Regions from separate parts of the Mus musculus genome. Here regions 1 and 2 are each linked to region 3. The links are chromatin contacts, called in public HiChIP or PLAC-seq maps. All regions are on one chromosome and are shown on one strand. Each heading gives the region's core, a stretch centred on a gene start, on an enhancer-like site or on the middle of the called end of the contact. The rest is flanking DNA. Distances are from core to core; before and after follow the strand shown. Region 1 holds the start of Prss23 (protease, serine 23). Region 2 has its middle 17 kb from the start of Prss23. Region 3 overlaps Me3 (malic enzyme 3, NADP(+)-dependent, mitochondrial).

Region 1 (2,700 bases), core at 154-2,653, 180 kb after region 3:
GGTTTTGCCTTTAACGTGGTGGACAATACTAGTTTCCTTTATGTTTGAGAAACACTACTCAACAATGTGTTCAGGGCTTTCCTATTTAAAGGCAAGGCAAACACTAGCTCACTGGACATGTCACTAACATCCTGGTGTGGAATAGGATGTCAGGCCCTCCCTTTCTGAGGGCAAGCTTTGACAGGAAAAAAGGAAGGCTACTCTGGGATTGACAGGAGAAAAAAGAAGGAGGAGGAAGAGGAGGAGGAGGAGGAGGAGGAGGAGGAGGAAGAGGAGGAGGAGGAGGAGCAGGAGGAGGAGGAGAAGGAGGAGAAGGAGGGAGAGGAGGAGGAGGAGGAGGAGGGAGAGGAGGAGGAGGGAGAGGAGGAGGAGGAGGAGGAGGAGGAGGAGGAGGAGGAGGAGGAGGAGAGAAGAAAACGACCTCTGCAAAATTTTGTCCTACTGTTCAGGAGCTGTCTGACTGCTAGCAAGATTAGGCCTCTCCAGTCCTCCAGTCCTGAGGGGAAATCCACAGCTCCACCCTTTTCATCTCCATGACCTGCATGAAGGGTTGGTTCACAGAAATGGATGTGTGGATAGTCTTAAGAGACTACTAAGACTATATAGCATTAGATATTTAAATAGTGAGGTCACCAGGCTGACTCAGTCCCCCAGGTGTGGACTTCTCCAGTGATTTAGGGAAACAGGCACCATAAGCTAGGAGGTGGCTCCACCAGCTGGTGCCCTGGTGCCCCAGTAAAGACCAGGCCGGGGGCGTCACCAGTCAACCCCTGGGAAGCTGCCAAGTCCGCGATCCCTTGCTGTGCTCTGGGACCCAGTATGCTAGCAGCTGAACTGCAGGGCCTGCAACCTCGGTAGCCTGCCTCTGGATTACAAACTGAGGTACACTCTAGAAGCGCTAGAGGAGGAACTAAGGTGGAAAGGAGCTCGGTCGTCACTATTCAAGGCGCACAGAATGCGCACGGGTGAGGAGCTTACAAGTTTGAATTCTGCTTTGCAAACTTGCCTAGCGGCGCTCCACGCACCCGGGGTGCTGGAGGACTGGAAGGTTGGAAGGGACCGCCCACTCTGGAGCATTGCTTTAGCAGACTCTGGGCAATGTAGACCCCTAGAACTTGGTGTGAAGTTGTCTAGAGCGGGAGAGTGCAAGAGTCACTGGTAGGAGCCGTTCATCGGACACGGTGCAGGGGCATCGAGTACGGGGACCCGCTGGTGGTGACGCGCTGCGGAGACCCACCTGCGCGGGGCCCGAGGGTTCTGGACCTCTGAATAGCAGGGTGACGCTGGCTGGAGGCAGGCGGCTAGGGGAAGGGGAGGCGACGGCCGGCGGGCTGCGCGGCTCGCGGCTGGGGGCGGGGCGGGAGGGCCCGGGAGGCGAAGGGGAGGGGATGGGGGGCGGACCGGGTGCTGCAGGCTCTGCTGGACCTCAGGCTCGCACTCGGCCACTCTGCGGAGCAGGCATGGGAGCCGCGCGCGTCCTCCGGGCGCCCACACCTGTCTGAGCGGCGCACGGCCGCGGCCCCGGCGGGCTGCTCCACGCGGGTGAGTGCGATGCGGGGACCCGGCGTCTCCCGCTGGGTCCGAAGGACCAGGCGTGTGCCGGAGCCGGACAAAGAGTCGGGTGCGCGCGGGGTGGGGTGGCTGCGGGTAACACCGGGGAGTTTGCCGTGGCTTCCGCACAGACTCTGGGCTTAGGACAAGAGCCTGAAAGAGCCTCCCTCCCCGGACACCGGCTCTGTACAGCGTTTGGATTCACTCAGTGTCTCTCTTAAAGTGGATGGGGAAAAGAAGGTTTTGAAAGCGCTGTCTTGGATGCAAGGTGTTGTCTAGGGGTCAAGTGGAGCTGTGTATGGCAAGGTGTCCCTGGAGAGGTCAAGGTAGGCTCTCCCCCACGAACACACACTGTAACCTCTACCATTTTCTTTCTTTGAGTTTTGCGCCTACTGTATCTGACTTCATCGTGCTCTGAGCATTAATTTTTAACCTGGCACGTGACTATGAACACACCTTAACAAGCAAGAAAAAGTCAGCAAACACAAGTTGGGATCAGGCTCTGTGCTGGGTGCCGACTTTGCTCTGAGTGCTAAATCTAGAAAATTATGCCTGGGCTATCAACAGTTGTTGGAAGCAAATATTTCTTCAGCATGTAGCCATTTATCACAAATTGCTAACTGAAAGAAAAGATTTGCCCTCCCCTAGAACTTTTAAGAGAGGAAGATGTGTTTAGATGGAGCAATACCACCCCCTCCTGAAATGGAGCCGATTCTCCCTCCCACCTCCCTCAGAGCATCCCTTGAGAAAAGCCTCTGATTAAAATCCTGTTTGTTTTATTGTCCATTGGGTGACATCCACGAGAATTTAGAAACAGCCCGTAGCCTGTGGAAAGTTCCAGATGATTCAGGATCTCGGTTAGTATAGAAATTGCTACTCCCAGGTCTTGTAAGTGAACTTGAGAGGTCCTAGCGAATGCCTTAAGGACAGATAGGTCAATACAAAATAGCCTTATCAGGCTCTGTGAGAAGAGTTTGATTTATAGTTGAAGTTAGGTTTTTCCAAAATCCCTATTGCAAATTAGTATCAGGATATTGTTAGACATTGTTTCGGGGGGGGAAAGTGTTTAAAAGAACTATTACCTGTCTTTCTAGGAGTCTCCTAGGAGTGAGGTACAGTAGTGCATGCCTGTGAATCCTAACACTTCGA
Region 2 (2,700 bases), core at 66-2,565, 200 kb after region 3:
TCTCCATTGCTCTCCAGGCTCATACGGTCTGACTTTCAGCTAAGCCCTACTGAACATACCTGTGTTTTTTATCTTTGGTCATTGGTCAAGCTCCCCTCCTCTTAGCTTGCCCTTTCCCATCTCTCCAGGCATAATTACTTACCCAGCAAACAATCTACAATGGGTACCAGTCCCACCCCCACACTCATCCCAGAATTGCAGAGAGAACGTTGCACATCTGTGTGTTCAAGATGCTTGCGTGTCACTATAGTAAAGACACTGTCCCTATTTCCCAGGGCTCAGGGATCACCCTCTCTACAGAACTATCTTGGCATCAATGACATGTAATTACCACTCTGTGAGTTAAACTAGCTGAGAATCTCCCATACACTTTAATAAATCTCCCAGTTAGTGTCCAGCCTCACCGCTGCATTTCCTTTCTTGGATTTATTAATACCAGTTCTATATCCAGTTCCCCGATGGGAAAAAATGCCATGTTTGGCAAAGCAGTGTGACCCAAGCGTGACTAATGTCCTCTGTGGATAAGCCATTCTGGGACACAGAACATTTTCCTTTTAAAATGGCATGCTTTACTACTCCCAGATAATTGCCAGGGCAGTCCAACGCAAAGATAGGAAACTCCACAAAATATCTCATCTTGCTTTCCCACTGTAGCAAAGATGTTTGTCGGCCAGCTACAGCAGAGTACCAGGAAGAATCATTCTGTACTGATCACCTCAATTGTGACTGTTCTTCTGTTCCATAAAGTCTCTAACGCCCCTGCTCTGTTCTTTTGGAGTTCTTAAATATAGAAAAATGCCATCAAGACTTACTGGGAGAAAGGGGAATTTAAATCGAAAAATCTAATTTTTCATGAGAGTTGTGGAAAAGGCTAAAACATTGTGATCACACTTGAATCTATAAACCTGGGCATTAACACGTGTAATTCCTTTCAGTTTATTGTTTACCAAACAGCCAGCGTTGGGTAATAAACACTCGCTAAGCGTGCTCAGATTTTCTTTACTCTCTGTCACTTTATATCTACCATTAATTAAATGTCCTTCCCATTTGCGAGCATTTCAAAGTTTCCCACTGCCCTGGAGAAGGAATTTAAAACCGTCAGGTGCACTACTCTAGCGCTGCAGTTTCTCCTGATAGCACAATTCTGTTTAGAGAGTTGTTGCTTAGTGTTTCTGACCAGTTAGGAGGAATTCCCAAGTCAAGAGTAACCTTGGGTAAAAATCAACATGTTGAAATATCACCTTGTTCTGCTTACTGCGTGATCTCAGCTTTCCTCGAATAGTATAGAAAGCAACTTTTCTCGGCCGCCGCTGCTTTTCCCCCATTCTTGGGTTGCCCCCTAGTGGTTTCCTTGACTTATAACTATGCTGCTCTCCTCCAATTCTCCGAACCCAAAAGGGACTTTCTGGTGGCTCTACTAAGTATTTGATTTAACTTTGTCTTTTCCACATCTTCTCCCATTTACAAAGGGGACATCCAAACACAGCCTCTCCCTTTTCCCTTGAAGGTAAGCAATGTGCAAAGTAGTCCAGGCACTTTGTGACGATCGATGCATTCTACTGACCGCGGTGAAATCCTTCCTAGAAGTTTCCATTGTGGCTTTGCTTCAGCGCTGTTTTCCACTTGCCTGGCGTTCACTTTCTCTGTCAACATTGGCGTGATGCCAGGTAATCTAGGGGTGCATGGATGACTTAAAGGCTGTGTTGCACTTTGAAAATGCCAATTATATATGCTGAATGCAGCTGGGCGCGAGTCCCATACTCTCATCCATAATAAACAAGTTAGCACTCTGGGGGCTCCCCCGCAGTTGGTCCCAGACTTCTTGGCTCCATCTGGATAGTTGGAACTGTGACTTGTTCACGCCCAACCATTTGAGCTTCATCCAAATGCCTTGGAAAGCCTTTGAGATCCTGTAGAAAATGAAGGAGAGGCCTGATCTGTGAGTGTCAATGCCTGACTCTCTGCTGGATGTTAGATCCCAGACATCTGTACCAGGAAGCTCAGTGCAGCAAACATTACTAATTTAAAGCCTTATTGGCTCATTAAAGAGTACCAAGAAGTTCTCAGAATTTAAAATGGTTTTATTAAAAGATTTTTCAAGAAAAATCTTACTTTTGTTAAAATCTAAATTGTAAGAGGACAGTCGATCACACAAGCTGATGCTATTTCCTCTCCAGCAACACAGGGTCTGCAGAATTGGATTAGAGACTTCTCCCAGCAAGGTTGGAGTACTGGGGATGGAGAGATGATTAGGGACACCTGCTGCTCTTGACAAGGACATTGGTCCAACTCCTAATACTCACATTGGCCAGTTCTCAATGGCTCACAATCACCGGTCACTCCAATTCCTTGGGATTCAACACCCTCTTCCTGTCCTCTGTGGGCATCTATATGGACATGGCGCATATACATACACGCTGGTAAGCACATACACTCAACATTTAAGAGTAGAGTGAGTATAAAGCAATCAGTGGGGTAACAGTACATGGTAGGAGGATACTTACTTCTTTGTATTTATAGAACGTGCTGTGTGCAAGGCACTCATTTAGGTAAAACTGAAATGGTGCATGCCCTTGTGAACGTCACATAACCACTTCCAATGAGATAACATATGAAAAATGACCTCATCTTTAGAGATGTGCACAGTCCAGTAAGATAAGGGATCTTGTGTTCTACATGACTGTGGAAAGGAGAGCCAGG
Region 3 (2,700 bases), core at 52-2,551:
TGATCCTACCTCCTGTCCCCTAACCCCCAGATCCGTGTTGTTTCTAAGAGTACATTTCAGAGGAAAGACTCTGTCTTTCCACTCTCCTAGTGCTGTCTGAACCAATGAGAACAACACCATTGTCATGTGGCTCATATACAGCAATGATTGGTTACGTCGCTCCCTAATGCCTTATGCAACCATGACAGCAGCCACAAATTAGAACAGAATTACTTTCACAGGCATGGAGCCTGAGGGGTCACTTGGTCCTAGTCACATTCCTGGCTCTAAGTACACTATTTACCCCCTAGACCTTTGACATGCTGTGTGCCTTAGAGTAAGGGAAATATCTCAAGGTCTGGTTTAGAAGACTCTTGATGAAGTGGGATCAACTTTGCCAGCAGTAGCTCACTACAAAAGAATGAGGGCATCTCTGGCCACTTACAGCCAAGTGCCATCCTAAAGGACAGCCAGTGAATTGTCCCCAGAAGCTGTCTCAGGGTGCTTAGGGGGTTGTCACTTTCCTCTCTATAAGGGAAGCTCATTATGTTTCAGGAGTCTGACAACAAACATCCCTGACAACCCAGTGACTAATGGTCCCCAGATGCTGCTCAGGGGTCAGTTCTCCTTCAGATCTAATGGCAAACCCTTCATTACACACTGGGAAGTGACCTTAATCCACAGTGCTGATGACTCTCCCAGCCGAAAGAGTAGAGGGATTTCAGGATGGTGACATGCATGGTGCCTTTGCTTGGTAATCACTTGACTTGGAGGCCCGTTGTCTGGAAAAATCTTGCTTTAAATTAACGAATGTTTACCTTCCTGCCTTGATCAGCCCTACTGCTGATCAAGAATACATAAGTAGGTGAGTTGCTGTTTGTGGTATATAAACTCAGCAGTTAATGCCAAGCTGGGCTTTGCCTAAAAGTCACCCTGGCACTAATGACATGAAAAGGAGATAAGGTTTGGTTTCTCATAGACCAAAGGTTTAGTTCTGGTTTGGCCCCTTGTGGGCTTTACTATGGCTGCTGCTGCTGCGGCCATCACTCTGGACTGCAGTGCAGACTTCTTTCCATAGTTGGGTGTGGGACTCCAATCAACATTTCATTTTGAAATGACTTGCTGAGTAAATTCTGTCAGTTTCACACATTCACAGCCATTACGACATTAAGCAATCTAGCCTCCCGTAAGGATGATCTCAATTGCAAATGCGATTGTACTTCTTTTCATTTAGGATCATCTGGCCACAAGTTACTTCACAGGCTTACTGGCAGGCCTGAGAGTGGCCCAGCATTTCACAGGGCTCTGAATTGGCTGGCCTCCATTTCAATTGGTTCAGAGCCATGCCATACTCAGCATTAAATAGTTTGCAAATCACCCTAACCTCTACTTCTACCATTACTTGGATGGCTTCAAGGGAAGTCATTCCAGGACACACAGGGTGCCTTCAATGACCCGAGCTCTTCTGTGTTGTCACACCTTTGCTGCCCCACCCCCCAGCTTACTCTTCTTGTCACTCAACACTCTGTGCAGCCTTCTCTGACTTCATCTTCTCTCCCTCCCCCACCATGCACTCCATTAATCATTTCCTTCTGATTAAGACATGGCTCTTTTGTTTTTCTAGAGAGGGAAAATGTACCCACAAAGAGCCAAATCGATAGCTTTAGAAAAAAAAAAATGAACCAGGAAAGAAGTGCTTAAGAGAGATTTGCAGATCGTTAGAGGGGGAACATTCTCTCCACTCCCTTCTGTGAGGCTCATGTATATCAAGTTTTCCAGTTTCCAGTAGACTGTGTCCAGAGATACGGAAATCAGTGTTTTTTTTTTTTTTTTTAAATCTGTTCTTTCATGATTTCATGCATGTAAATAATACATTTTGCTAATATACACCCCATTATCTCTTCTAATCTTCACACTGCTGAACCCTTATATCCAACAAGCTCCCCTGAACTTCTGTGTCTTTTCTGTGCCACGTACTGAGTTTAGTTAAGGTTGCTTATAGAAGCATGGGTGTGGGATTATGTAATGGACATGGGCAATGTTCCAGTGGCTATACCATGTAGTCAGTGAGTTTTAACAAAGATTATTATTATTATTAGACAAAGTTAATCTTGGAATAAACTCAATGTGTCCTTGATCTAATTTTGAGAACAGTTCCAGGCCAAGTCTCCATTCTGCTTGATAACACTGCAGCATTAATCTCATCTGCTATCTGTCCTTCAGAAAGGGAATGGAGCTCTAGAGCCATTTTCTAGATACCTGGGGGATGGGCATGCTCAAGGTACATCATACACTTGTGTGGAAATGGCTTTGTAACACCCTAACTCTTGTGCTAGCAAACCCCCATGTGCCTATTGGTTATTTCCCAACTGCTTGGCAGTAGGCAGTAATTTAGGGGACATAAACATATTCTGACACAGAACTGAGTCCAGTAGAAGCATAAGTAGTATGTTCCTTAAATATGTTTATGGTATAGAATGAAAGAACCAAAGAACAGAGAAGGTGTTTGTCAAATATTAATTTTGCAATGAGCCTAACTCTAAATCAGCTGTAGCAAAGAGATCGAGAGACAAGGCCTGTGTCTCTGCATCTTACGTACCACTTGCTCAATTTAGAAAAAAATCCTCAAGAGGGGCCACTGTGGGGGCTGAACACCACTCTACAGTGAAATCCCATTCTAGCAAAACTAAATCTCATGGGATCTGAACAGTCTGAGCTGTG

Evidence for each region. HiChIP or PLAC-seq counts read pairs in DNA pulled down with a chosen protein or histone mark.
Region 1: an HNF4G HiChIP or PLAC-seq map of pancreatic cancer cells shows a contact between it and region 3. The contact joins the promoter of Prss23 here to the enhancer-like site in region 3. A contact is called at or near these places in 1 of 15 datasets of contacts at CTCF or cohesin (large pre-B cells), 7 of 484 Hi-C or Micro-C datasets (cerebral cortex, embryonic fibroblasts, liver and 3 more), 2 of 115 datasets of contacts at active chromatin or transcription factors (pancreatic cancer cells and stem cell-derived neural progenitor cells) and 3 of 9 other capture datasets (adipose tissue, liver and macrophages).
Region 2: a FOXA1 HiChIP or PLAC-seq map of pancreatic cancer cells shows a contact between it and region 3. The contact joins two enhancer-like sites. A contact is called at or near these places in 3 of 484 Hi-C or Micro-C datasets (liver and trophoblast stem cells) and 2 of 115 datasets of contacts at active chromatin or transcription factors (embryonic stem cells and pancreatic cancer cells).

What each region holds. Positions count from the first base shown.
Region 1 is chr7:89,516,289-89,518,988 of GRCm38.p6, reverse strand. Prss23 (protease, serine 23) reads left to right here and starts at 1,403. Exons shown (of 2, transcript NM_029614.4): 1 at 1,403-1,542.
Region 2 is chr7:89,498,771-89,501,470 of GRCm38.p6, reverse strand. No RefSeq gene overlaps it. Among named protein-coding and RNA genes, the nearest start is that of Prss23, 17 kb to the left of the region's middle. Within about 2 kb of position 1,315, at least 52 of the 459 cell types and tissues checked have an H3K27ac peak or open chromatin away from gene starts, as enhancers often do. A contact at or near this core is called in pancreatic cancer cells, where this site is marked.
Region 3 is chr7:89,698,547-89,701,246 of GRCm38.p6, reverse strand. All of the region lies in intron 1 of Me3 (malic enzyme 3, NADP(+)-dependent, mitochondrial), which reads right to left. Among named protein-coding and RNA genes, the nearest start is that of Me3, 67 kb to the right of the region's middle. Within about 2 kb of position 1,301, at least 31 of the 459 cell types and tissues checked have an H3K27ac peak or open chromatin away from gene starts, as enhancers often do. A contact at or near this core is called in neural progenitor cells, pancreatic cancer cells and stem cell-derived neural progenitor cells, where this site is marked.